Linked DNA regions of Canis lupus: region 2 is linked to region 1. Evidence: chromatin contacts called from public Hi-C data. All regions are on one chromosome and are shown on one strand. Each heading gives the region's core, a stretch centred on a gene start, on an enhancer-like site or on the middle of the called end of the contact. The rest is flanking DNA. Distances are from core to core; before and after follow the strand shown.

Region 1 (5,182 bases), core at 1,908-4,407:
CATAAAGGCATTGACTTTGCAAAATCAAACAGTACACTTATAAATAGTCCAGTTCTCTGTATGTACATTTCAACAAAAAAAATTTTTTTTTAAGATTTTATTTATTCATAGAGAAAGGGAGAGAGGGGCAGAGACACAGGCAGGAGAAGCAGGCTCCATACAGGAAGCCCAAAGCGGGACTCAATCACGGGTCTCCAGGATCACACCCTAGGCTGCAGGCCACGCTAAACCGCTGCACCACCACCAGGGCTGCCCATCAACAAAATTTAAACGAAAGAACTAATTTTTGCACCTCCACATCCTTATCATTCCTTTCCTTCAGCATTGTTTGGTTCTAGACTCTTTAATTTGCAAACCACAGAAAGACTGCTATGCCACCATGTGGATTAAAGTTGAGAAAATTAGATTAATGAGAGTGAACTAAGAAATTCAGAGTAAATCAAGAAGTGACACCATAATGCCGTTTTTGTATCTGAAGAAATCTTAAGCAGAGAACAATTTGTTATTTTTACTGGATAAGCATTACCTGAAGGAATCAAATATACGATTAGTTTACAAAGAGAAGTAGAAGGCTCTGTCTCGGAATTTATTTTAAAATAGAATAAAGGTATCATTTATTATCATTTAAGTGTTATCACTAAAAATACAGAAGAAATGTTTTTAATAGGTTTCTTTTCGTATTGTAATTGCACTTATTACATATAATTCTCCATTTGGCACTATCAGAACTTTGAACCTTTATTCATCAACCCCTAGGGATAAGTATAAGATATTGAATCAAAGTGAATGAATATACAATAGATTGATTGCATATTTTTATTCTTCATGCAAAGATATATTCTCTACATTTAAAATTTAAATTAAGATTTAAAAATTATTGAATATTTTCAACTTCAACTTAATACCTTAAGCTTGTTAATCGTAAGTTATACAATTTTTCATTCCACAAGTACCAAAAAAAATGTTTTAAAATCTTTTTAATAATTCCATTTGTGATTCTCAAAGCAAGGCCCATAGTCTATAAAGTATGTCACCCCTTTATTTGAACAAAATATCAAGATAAATATTCTCCAAATATATCAATATTCAGAAACAACCTGAAATATTTGTCCTAAGGAGCATGGAAATCCATTACCAACATACTTTAGTTCACATGAAGGGGCAGGACACAATTCAATTCATTCCCATCCCCAAAACCCTTGTTAAGTTTAAAATGAGGACAGAGAACACCTGAAGCTAATTTAACAGTGTACATTAACTATATTGGAATTAAATAAAAGGACAAAGCATAATATGCACTGGCAATGGTGAGGACAAAAAAAAAAAAAATCTGTTAAAGACTCCTAAATAAACCCATTAAACACAACGTAACAATGGATCACCACAGTAGCCCTAATACTGGGGTATGTAGAGGATATCATCTAATAACCAGCTTTACAAAATGCCCCAAATCAATAAAAACAAATACACATCTGACAATCTATTAAAGAAAAATTATACACGTTTAACAGCAAACTTCAACTAATCACTGCTTTGGAGAAGTTTTTAGCTAACTAAGATACCACTTTAAATAGAGTCTTCGCAAAATTTTACAGTTTGGGGTGAAGACCATCCCAAAATACATCAGGGCCCCATTTCCCCCAAATCAAGGCTTTACAAAAGCATGGTTCAGAGAGTCATGTGTCCTTTTATTTGTTTCAAAGTGAAGATTCCTGGGTCCTGCCTTCAAATTCTGATTCCACAGGTGTGGAGTGAACCCCAGGAACCTGCACATTTACACTTACAATGCTTATAGACCACTGTTCCAAAAGGAAGAAACTATGAAAACCGTGTGTTCCTGGTAATGCAGGGATCTTCATTATGAATATCTACTCTTGCACTATGATGTAACATGATGATGTCAGAGGTGGGTGAAGTCTTCAAGCTATTTGCCTTCATGTCATGAAACTAGAGAACGCTCAGATTTTGAGTTCCTGCAACCCTTCTTGTTTTCTACCTCCTTCCTCATCTGTTAGCGGCCCCTTCCCTCGAACCTGCAGGTCATCTCTTAGAGGACACTCTTGAGAGACCGGAACTTTGCGTAGGTTAAGCATAAAATGGCGCTAAGAAGGCACAGGAAGCATGATTAAATGTGAGGCATGTTTTTTCGAACAGTCTTTGCGGTGTCCAGTGCAGGTGCTCAGAGACCTCCTCTGGTCAATTTCCTAACCCTACGCCAAGCCCCCAAGTGTCTGGTGCACCTACCAGACCTTCATACACGGCGGCTCAATGGAGAACGCGCAGGTGAGGTATCCTCACATAACGGGCTTACCTAAACGCATGGTCTCGGGATTCCGAGGAAAACCCGAATATCGTTGCTACTTACGCTAACAAACTGAATGTCATCTTCGTTTTCATCCGTCGTTGCCTCAGACGCCTCGGGCCCAGCTGGAGGGACAGATTCTATCATCTATAAAAACAAGCCAGGACACGCTTAGCTATGCAGCCACAGCCTCGGAGGAAGAGACTGTCCCCGAAGGAACGAAAACGGGGAGCGCTCTAGCAGCAAGCTCTCGAGGAAAGCGAGTGGAGCCGAGCGCACGCAGAGCCGATGGAGGCGGGGGATGCCTCTGCAGACGTGGAGCCACAGGCAGCGGACGCCGCCGGGAACCTCTCACCGGCCCCCGCGCATCCCCCCGTCTCCTCGAGGAGGAGGGATGCACGCTCCCCGCCCAGGGGCGAGCCTGTCTCAAAATGTCGCTCTCGCGGCCGGGGCAGCTGCCACGGGGAGCTCCGGGGCCGGCGCAGGGAGCCGGGGGCCGCCGGGCGGCCATTGTTGCCGCCGGGTCCTCCTTCACACCCGCACCGGGCCCGCCCGCTGGGCTCGGCCCGAGCCGCCGAGCCTCTCGCCCCGCCGCGGGGCTGCCGCCGCGCACCAGGCCTCACGCTCCGCCAAACACAAAGCCCTTCCCTTCCCTTCCCGGCTCGGCTCGGCTCGGCTCGCCATGCCATGCCGCGGCCCGACGCCCGACCACTCACCTCCGACCCCGGGTCTCCCATTTCTCCGACGGCCTAACTGACAGCACCGCCGCTCCTGCGGGCCCCGCCGCCGCCGCCGTCGCTGCTGCGCCCGCCGCCGCCGCCGCCGCCGCCACGACTTGCCTTCCCGCCCAGCACCGCTTCGCGCCGCCGTGACCCGCCCCTGCGTGAGCGCCGACGCCGCCGACGCCGCCGAGGCCGCGGGCGGAAAGAGGTGCGAAACCGCGTCAAAAGGCGGAGCGACCTGCTGTGGCCCGCTCCACCCCCGAGCCTCTGTCGCGCAGTCTGGGCCCGCCTCCCTCGCGCCGCGCGGGAAGCTGGGAGTTGTAGTTCTCGTCGCTCCTGAGACTGTCTCGGCTTCGGTGGAAAAGAGCGGAAAAGGACTCCGAAGTATGGCGCATGCGTCTTGCCACGCTGACGTCAGCTGCAGCTTTGCAGAGCTGTGGGCGGGTTAGGTTCTGTTTTATAGGGAAGGGCAGGAACGAGGGTGTGGGTGGAGGAGGTTTTGGAATTCGATGATGTGTGGGTGTCGAAGCAAAGCTCACGGTTATCAGTTTTAGTCGCAAAGGTGGATGATGGGGACTAAATTCTGATCATCCTTTTCAAACTTTTTTGCAGTGGGCCCAGAATGTGGAGGCTTAGTTGAATTTTGGGATAAAGAAATCCAAAGTGTCCTTGCATTACTCACCTAGCTTCGTTCTCTGAGCCACAGCTCCGGTTTCCAGGTTGGCCTGAAGAACACTGACGAAGCAAGGGAGTCCGGGGCCAGAGCGGACGGGGCCCGAGGCCTACCTAACTGTCCCCAAGCTCTAGACCACGGTAATAACGTGCTGTTTAAGGATAGTCTCGGATATTACCTTACAAAAACAGCTTACCTTTTTTCAGTGTTCATACTCAAAAAGTGGTCTATGAAATAGTTCATTCATGTTCACTTGTGTGGTTCTTCCCACTTTGGTGTCTTACAAAAAAAAAAAAAAAAACGGCTTTTTTTTCCACATCGACAATTTTTAAAAGTACCTTTTCAGGCAGAAAATCCTTTTAAATCTTAGATGCCTGTTTTTGCCTGTCTATATGCAAAATCTACCATCTGAGTATTTGTGTCTATGGTAATTATTCTTAATATTTGGTATTTCCTGCATTTCCAGCAAGTGTTTTATGACTTCATTTGCTTTTCTATCGAAGTTTGATAATTCTAGAAGCAAACAGAATGAGAGACCAGTGACAGGTATGAGTTCATGGATAAAACTCTTGAAAAACAAGCTTTATGTGGCAAGAGCCCCCAAATGCTCATACTCTACAATTCAGTTGTCATTACATTTATCCTGAGGAAATACTTTAATCCGTAGGAAATTCTTTATGCAAAATATTATTTACAACAGATGTTTGTAATAGAAAAATTGGAAAGCATTTAAATGGCTAGTGATCAGGAAATGAAATGGTTAAGCTTTGGCATGTATCCTACCAATATAATACTATGGAGTGTTTTTATCTCCAATGAAAATGTTTAGCTAAAATTTCTAAAATACTATTTTTCAAAAATGCAAGACATATAATATGATCAGAACCATGTCAAACCACCAAGCCAACCATGTCTGAAATAGAAAAACTACTTATACATTAATAGTAATTTTCTCTGGGTAGATGTTTATAAGAAAATCCTTTGAAACTCACAATATTAGACACGTGCCTATCGTTAACACAAAGCTAGGTTTATTTAGCTTGGTGTAGCAAAAAAACATAGAAAAAGCTTAGGAGTCTCTCAAACTGAGGAAATTAAGAAGATACTGGGGAGGGTGATATTAAGGCCACTGTGTGAAGTTGGAAACTGGTTAGATTTGGAAGAAGCAGAGTTGTTCGCCTGTTGGTTCAGGGTTCAAAACAATGGGGAAATTCTTTTTTGAATGACTGAGGAAATTTTTTGTTGTTGTTGTTTTACTTGGGCCATGAATCCATTATTTTGCTTTATGAGGTAAGATTTTAAATTTTTTTAAATTTATTTATTCATGAGAGACACACAGAGGCAGTCACAGGCAGTGGGAGAAGCACGCTCCCCTCAGAGAGCCTGAAGTGGGACCCAATCCCAGGACCCCAGGATCAAGCCCTGAGCCACCCAGGCATCCCATAAGTTAAGATTTTGAAGAGAGCCCATCATTGGCCTTGATAA
Region 2 (5,182 bases), core at 899-3,398, 240 kb before region 1:
CAGTCCTACTCCTCTTCCTGCCATACCATCTCCATTAGCACAGGTTCTAAGCACCAGGTCATCCCAACTGAAATTTCAGCCACTCCCACCTGCCCCTCCACTCCTCACATCCAAATAATCACCAACTCCTCTCAGGAACACCTCCTCAGTATCCTGTAAATCACTCCCTTCCTATTCCTGACACCATTACTGCCTTAATTCAGGCCCTCATCATCTCACCCCATAAATGCCAAACTCAAAGGGCACTTTTCAATCATCATCTTAATCTATGAAGCATCTGACACTGCTAAGCTTCCTGAAACCCCTTTCTCTCCTGTCTTCACTCTTTCACTCCACAGGCACTGAGTGCTCTCTTTCTGCATTAGCAGGTGCCACTCTACTCCTCTAAAAGTGACTAATATTAGCTCACTTTACCTTCTGATTTTCCCACCAGGATATCCTGGAACAGAAACTCAGAAGACACTGCTATTACTTCTGCTTCAATTCATGCCCAGCTTCTTTCTTTCTTACACTAGCACACAGAGGATAAGCAGGCCAGCAGTACAAGTGCCACATCCTCCTTACACACCAATATTACACCATTAGCTTGGCACAAAATGCCCTTGGTTATCCATTCTTCTCCACCTATCCTGAACTTGTCACTGTTCCCTCAAATATAACATTCTCTCATGCCTCCAAGCCTTTGTATAGTCCATTATCTCATCTTGAAAAAAAATCTTTTACTTTTCTTTTGAGAAATTTCTACTCTTCCTTCCAAGTCCAGACTACATTTTAACTTCTTTTTTTTCATTTCAACTTCTCTAAGCAGTCTTAATCACTCTCACCTGTTTCAAGAACACTACTATTTACCTCTAGTAAGACATTTAAAATACTAAATTATGATTATTACGTTGGATGTCTGTATCTATGTACTAGAATACAGCTTCAACAAATATGAGAATTACATTATTCATCTGAAAATCCCCACCCAACCTAGGGTATAGTGCCACTCAATAAACATACACTGTGCAGTAAATAAAAAGCAAGCCCTCAATAAATATTTCTTGAATTAACTGAAGGAAATAAATTACCCTCATTCATTCCACAAAAAGTGTAAGTGAAGTTCTCAAGAATATATAAACGCTAATTCAAATATCACTCACATTTAACTCTATCGATAGCCAAGCTTTCAAACTCTATCAAAGATATGTTTTCAGAAGGTGGCTCCAAGTAAAACTGAAGGCTGTGAGGGTAGGAAGCCTTCCGTTGGTCACCTCCCAACCTCAGTTTTTTGCGCATTCCCCCTGAAAACTGCATCTCATTCCCCTGGAAGGAAACATAAAATGGTTAAAATGATGGCAAGTGGGGTTGACCACAAAAAAAGTGCAAAAAGAAACTTCACATATACAGAAAAAAAAAAAAAAAAACCTAAAGGTCATGCATAAAATGTTAACAGTGACTATCCCTGGGTAATCTGTCTTTCTGCCTTTTCCAGGTTTTCTACACCGGACCTGACACAGTTCCGTCATGAGAGTGGGGGGAGGTGTATGCAGGTGGAAGCCATAACTCGCGGCGACAGCAAAGTCAGGCTATGTTACCTGTTCACTCTAAGTCTATGTGCCACCGCCCTTAGATCTCTGCGGTCGCGAGAGTTAAGGTGGGATTTAACACGGGTTGCGATCCTGAATGTGGAAGAAAGCGCGGCAGGTTCTGGCTTTGCAGAGACTGAATGCACCGGGCCCAGTTACTTCCTACCTCAGAACCCTGGGAAACAGAACACGTCTAATCCAGTCTTTCCGGGCTTGTAGGAAAGCATCCAAAGCCCCTTATAAAAATTACCCGCCTCCATCCTAACCGAGCCCTTCTCAGGCGAAGCTTCTGTCCCCTCAACTCGCTGGCACCTGTGTCTGCCCCCAACCTACCGACACCCAGTACCTTCACCCCGCCATGTCATCCTTCGGCTCTCACCGCCCGCAAAGTGCTCTCCCTTCTTTCCCCACTTGGAAGCCTCAACACCAAGATTACTGTCCGTCCTAGAGCCGCAGGAGATCCTCTTACCTGCAATCACACCAAATACGAAAACACACAAACCCCAACAGCCGCTTTCCTCAGATGGCGGGAGAGTTCGTATGGGACCGGAAACGGAAGTGACGAGGACAACAGCGTCCCTTCGCACGTCCCGCCCACCCAGCGCGCGCCCTGCGCATGCTCCGTGCGGGGGCTCCCGGGTTCCCGGGGGCTTTGAGCCCGCTTTGCCGGCTTAGAATTTCTTAAACTCGATGGTTTGTGTTTCCAGATTGCAAGCTGTACCTCCTGTACCTGCAACCGGGAGCTTTTGACGAGTGACACTGGGAAGACTAGCGGTGGAAGTTCCCACGCTCCCAAGAGCCTGGCGCCTTAACCCACCGGGTAGACTGATCGCTCTGGAGCTGGAGGAGGATGCCGCAATAGGCGATGGCTGCGCTCCCTTCTCACCCGTTGGGGGCTCTTGGGGGCTCTGTTTTCCCTTGTTTAATCTTTTCTGCGACCCTATAAGGTAGGTTGTATTACTTCCATTTTAGAGATGAGAAAATGGAAGCTAAAAGATGAACGTTAGTTTGTCCATCTATGCACAGCACGTTCTCTTTTTTTGGTTTTTTTTTTTCCCTACGGGACGGCAAGCACCGTAAAGACAGATTCGACCTTCTTGGGTTCCCCACCCCCACCCCCACCCCCACCCCACGCCTCGCGCTTAGTAAGCCCCCGCAAAATGGCTGGAGCTAGGATGAATGCACACACGCAGATCGCGCTCCGGGACCTGCAGAAATTTGAAGAGATTAGGCTCAGAGGGAAGAAGTAGGGGTCCATCGGAAGCAAGCGGTGGGTCAGAGCCACACCAGCTCTCCAAAGGAGATCTGTAGGGTTTTCAGGAGCTCGAAATAAGCTTCACTTGTGGCCTCTAGGAGGCGTGCCTCACTAAAGTGGCTGAAGAAAGATCTGGTGATCATTGCAGGTGAAGAGCGCTTTGAAAGGAAACGTCAGGTTTTTAGAAATGCAAAATATATCGAAACAATACCAAACTTCAAAGCACCTACCCATCGTGGATCAAGCTGCGGCTAGCCCTGACTTTGTATCAGGACGTGTTCTAAGTGATTTCTACATCAATTCATCAATTCTCATAACTGTATGAGATAGGTTATGTTATTAACCCATTTTACAGATAAGGAAACCACAGAAAAGGGCAAGAAGTTAAGTTACTTCAAAGATCGTATAAATGACAGGGCCAGGTTCAAAGTGAGGGAGACTCCAAGCACCACAGTGCTAACTAGCATACAGTACCAATTCCACGTTTTGGTTTTTTTTTTTAAGTTTTATTTATTTATTTATTTATTTATGATAGTCACACAGAGAGAGAGAGAGGCAGAGACACAGGCAGAGGGAGAAGCAGGCTCCATGCACCGGGAGCCCGACGTGGGATTCGATCCCGGGTCTCCAGGATCGCACCCTGGGCCAAAGGCAGGCGCTAAACCGCTGCGCCACCCAGGGATCCCTAATTCCACGTTTTGACAGCAGTGCCTCACTTTAATTCTTTCCTCTCTGTATCAGACAACATAATTAACATAACCTGATACAAAGAAGACACCTGAAAACATGAGAACTGCCTGAAAAACCTAGAGCACAGACGATAGGAACATTTACGTGAATATTTATCTGATCTCTGGATAGGAAATTAATGTAAATAAAGTACAAAGAAATCTAAAGATTTGACTATAAAAATGTAAAATCGGGCATCTTAAAAATTCACAAAATTTTTTGCAGTCATCAAACTAGGGGAAAATGTACGATGACTAATACCATCAAAATGTAAAGAGCTTAAGTAAATTAGAAAAAAATGCTGACAAAAACTGAAAAGTGGGAAAAGAACAGCAACAAATAACTCCTAACCAATCATGAAATATGAAAAAGTGTTTATTATTGACAGCAAAGAAATTTTCCTCTACAAAACTGGCAAAGATTTTACAATGAAAATAGTGCTGGGCAAAGTCCAGTACAATGAGCTCACATAGGAATTGTTGCGGTACTAAAAGTCTGGAGTACGATATAGTAATGTGTATTATGAGCCCTAAAAGAATTCATACAGTTTAACTTAGATGAATCTGTTCAGAAATGGACACAAAAATTTGTGTTCGAGAAACTTCATTAAACCACTATAGTAGTGAAAACCCAGGAAAAAAGAATAAATAATAGTATAGTCCTATTATGGGACATTACACAACCATTCAAAATACGTGTTTTTGAAGACTATTGACTTGGGAAAATGCTTAGGATACTATTAACAGCAAAATACAGAAAACCATACATGCCATATAAGCCCAATCTTGTAAAAACATTACCTAATTGACAAGTCATTTTTCTTAAAGGTTTATTTATTCACAAGACACACACACATAGGCAGAGGGAGAAGCCGGCTGCATTCAGGTAGCCCGATGTGGAACTCGATCCCAGGACTCCATGATCACACCCTGAGCCAAAGGTAGGCGCTCAACAGCTGAGCCACCCAGGCGATCCAACAAGTCATTTTTAAACTACTTTTCCCTAGTAAATTAAATTTTAGAAATTTTGGAAAATGTCAAAAAGAAAATCCACCTATGATGCGGCAATCTGCTTATACTGTCACCCAGGGACAGACACTGTTAACATTTTGTTTTAAGCAATAAAATTGCATGGTTGTGGGCAGCCCGGGTGGCGCAGTGGTTTAGCACCGCCTGCAGCCCAGGGCATGATCCTGGAGACCTGGGATCGAGTCCTACGTTGGGCTCCCTGCATGGAGCCTGCTTCTCCCTCTGCCTGTGTCTCTGCCTCTCTCTCTCTCTGCATCTCTATGAATAAATAAATAAAATCTTAAAAAAAAAATTGCATGGTTGTTGAGAATGAATGAATGAAAGTTGCTCTTGCCATACTAGTACATTTTCCTACAATGCTTCTGACTTCCACCAGGGGACAGCCCTCTGCAACTCCTGCTTCGTACCTCCACTAGTGCACCAACCTCCAACCTCCCCCCCTTACTATCTGGGCAGATGGTATCCATTGGAATTAAAATTTTAGGTGCAAGACAGCCACTCTGAGATATACTTAGTTTTTATTTAACTTAGCTTTATCCTTAGTCCAGTAGTAAAGCATCCCACCTTTGACTTAAATGTCAATACCTCTTTCTCTACAATAG

What was found. A called contact is a pair of places that touch in the nucleus more often than the background predicts.
Region 2: a Hi-C map of blood shows a contact between it and region 1, with 3 times the contacts expected there. The contact joins the promoter of PRIM2 here to the promoter of ZNF451 in region 1. A contact is called at or near these places in 2 of 9 Hi-C or Micro-C datasets (amygdala and blood).

The regions. Positions count from the first base shown.
Region 1 is chr12:24,528,335-24,533,516 of UU_Cfam_GSD_1.0, reverse strand. ZNF451 (E3 SUMO-protein ligase ZNF451) reads right to left here and starts at 3,157. Exons shown (of 14, transcript XM_038554413.1): 1 at 3,019-3,157; 2 at 2,366-2,449. The coding sequence starts at 3,039.
Region 2 is chr12:24,769,079-24,774,260 of UU_Cfam_GSD_1.0, reverse strand. It overlaps PRIM2 (DNA primase large subunit), which reads right to left and starts at 2,148. Exons shown (of 14, transcript XM_038554418.1): 1 at 2,038-2,148; 2 at 1,143-1,305. The coding sequence starts at 1,296.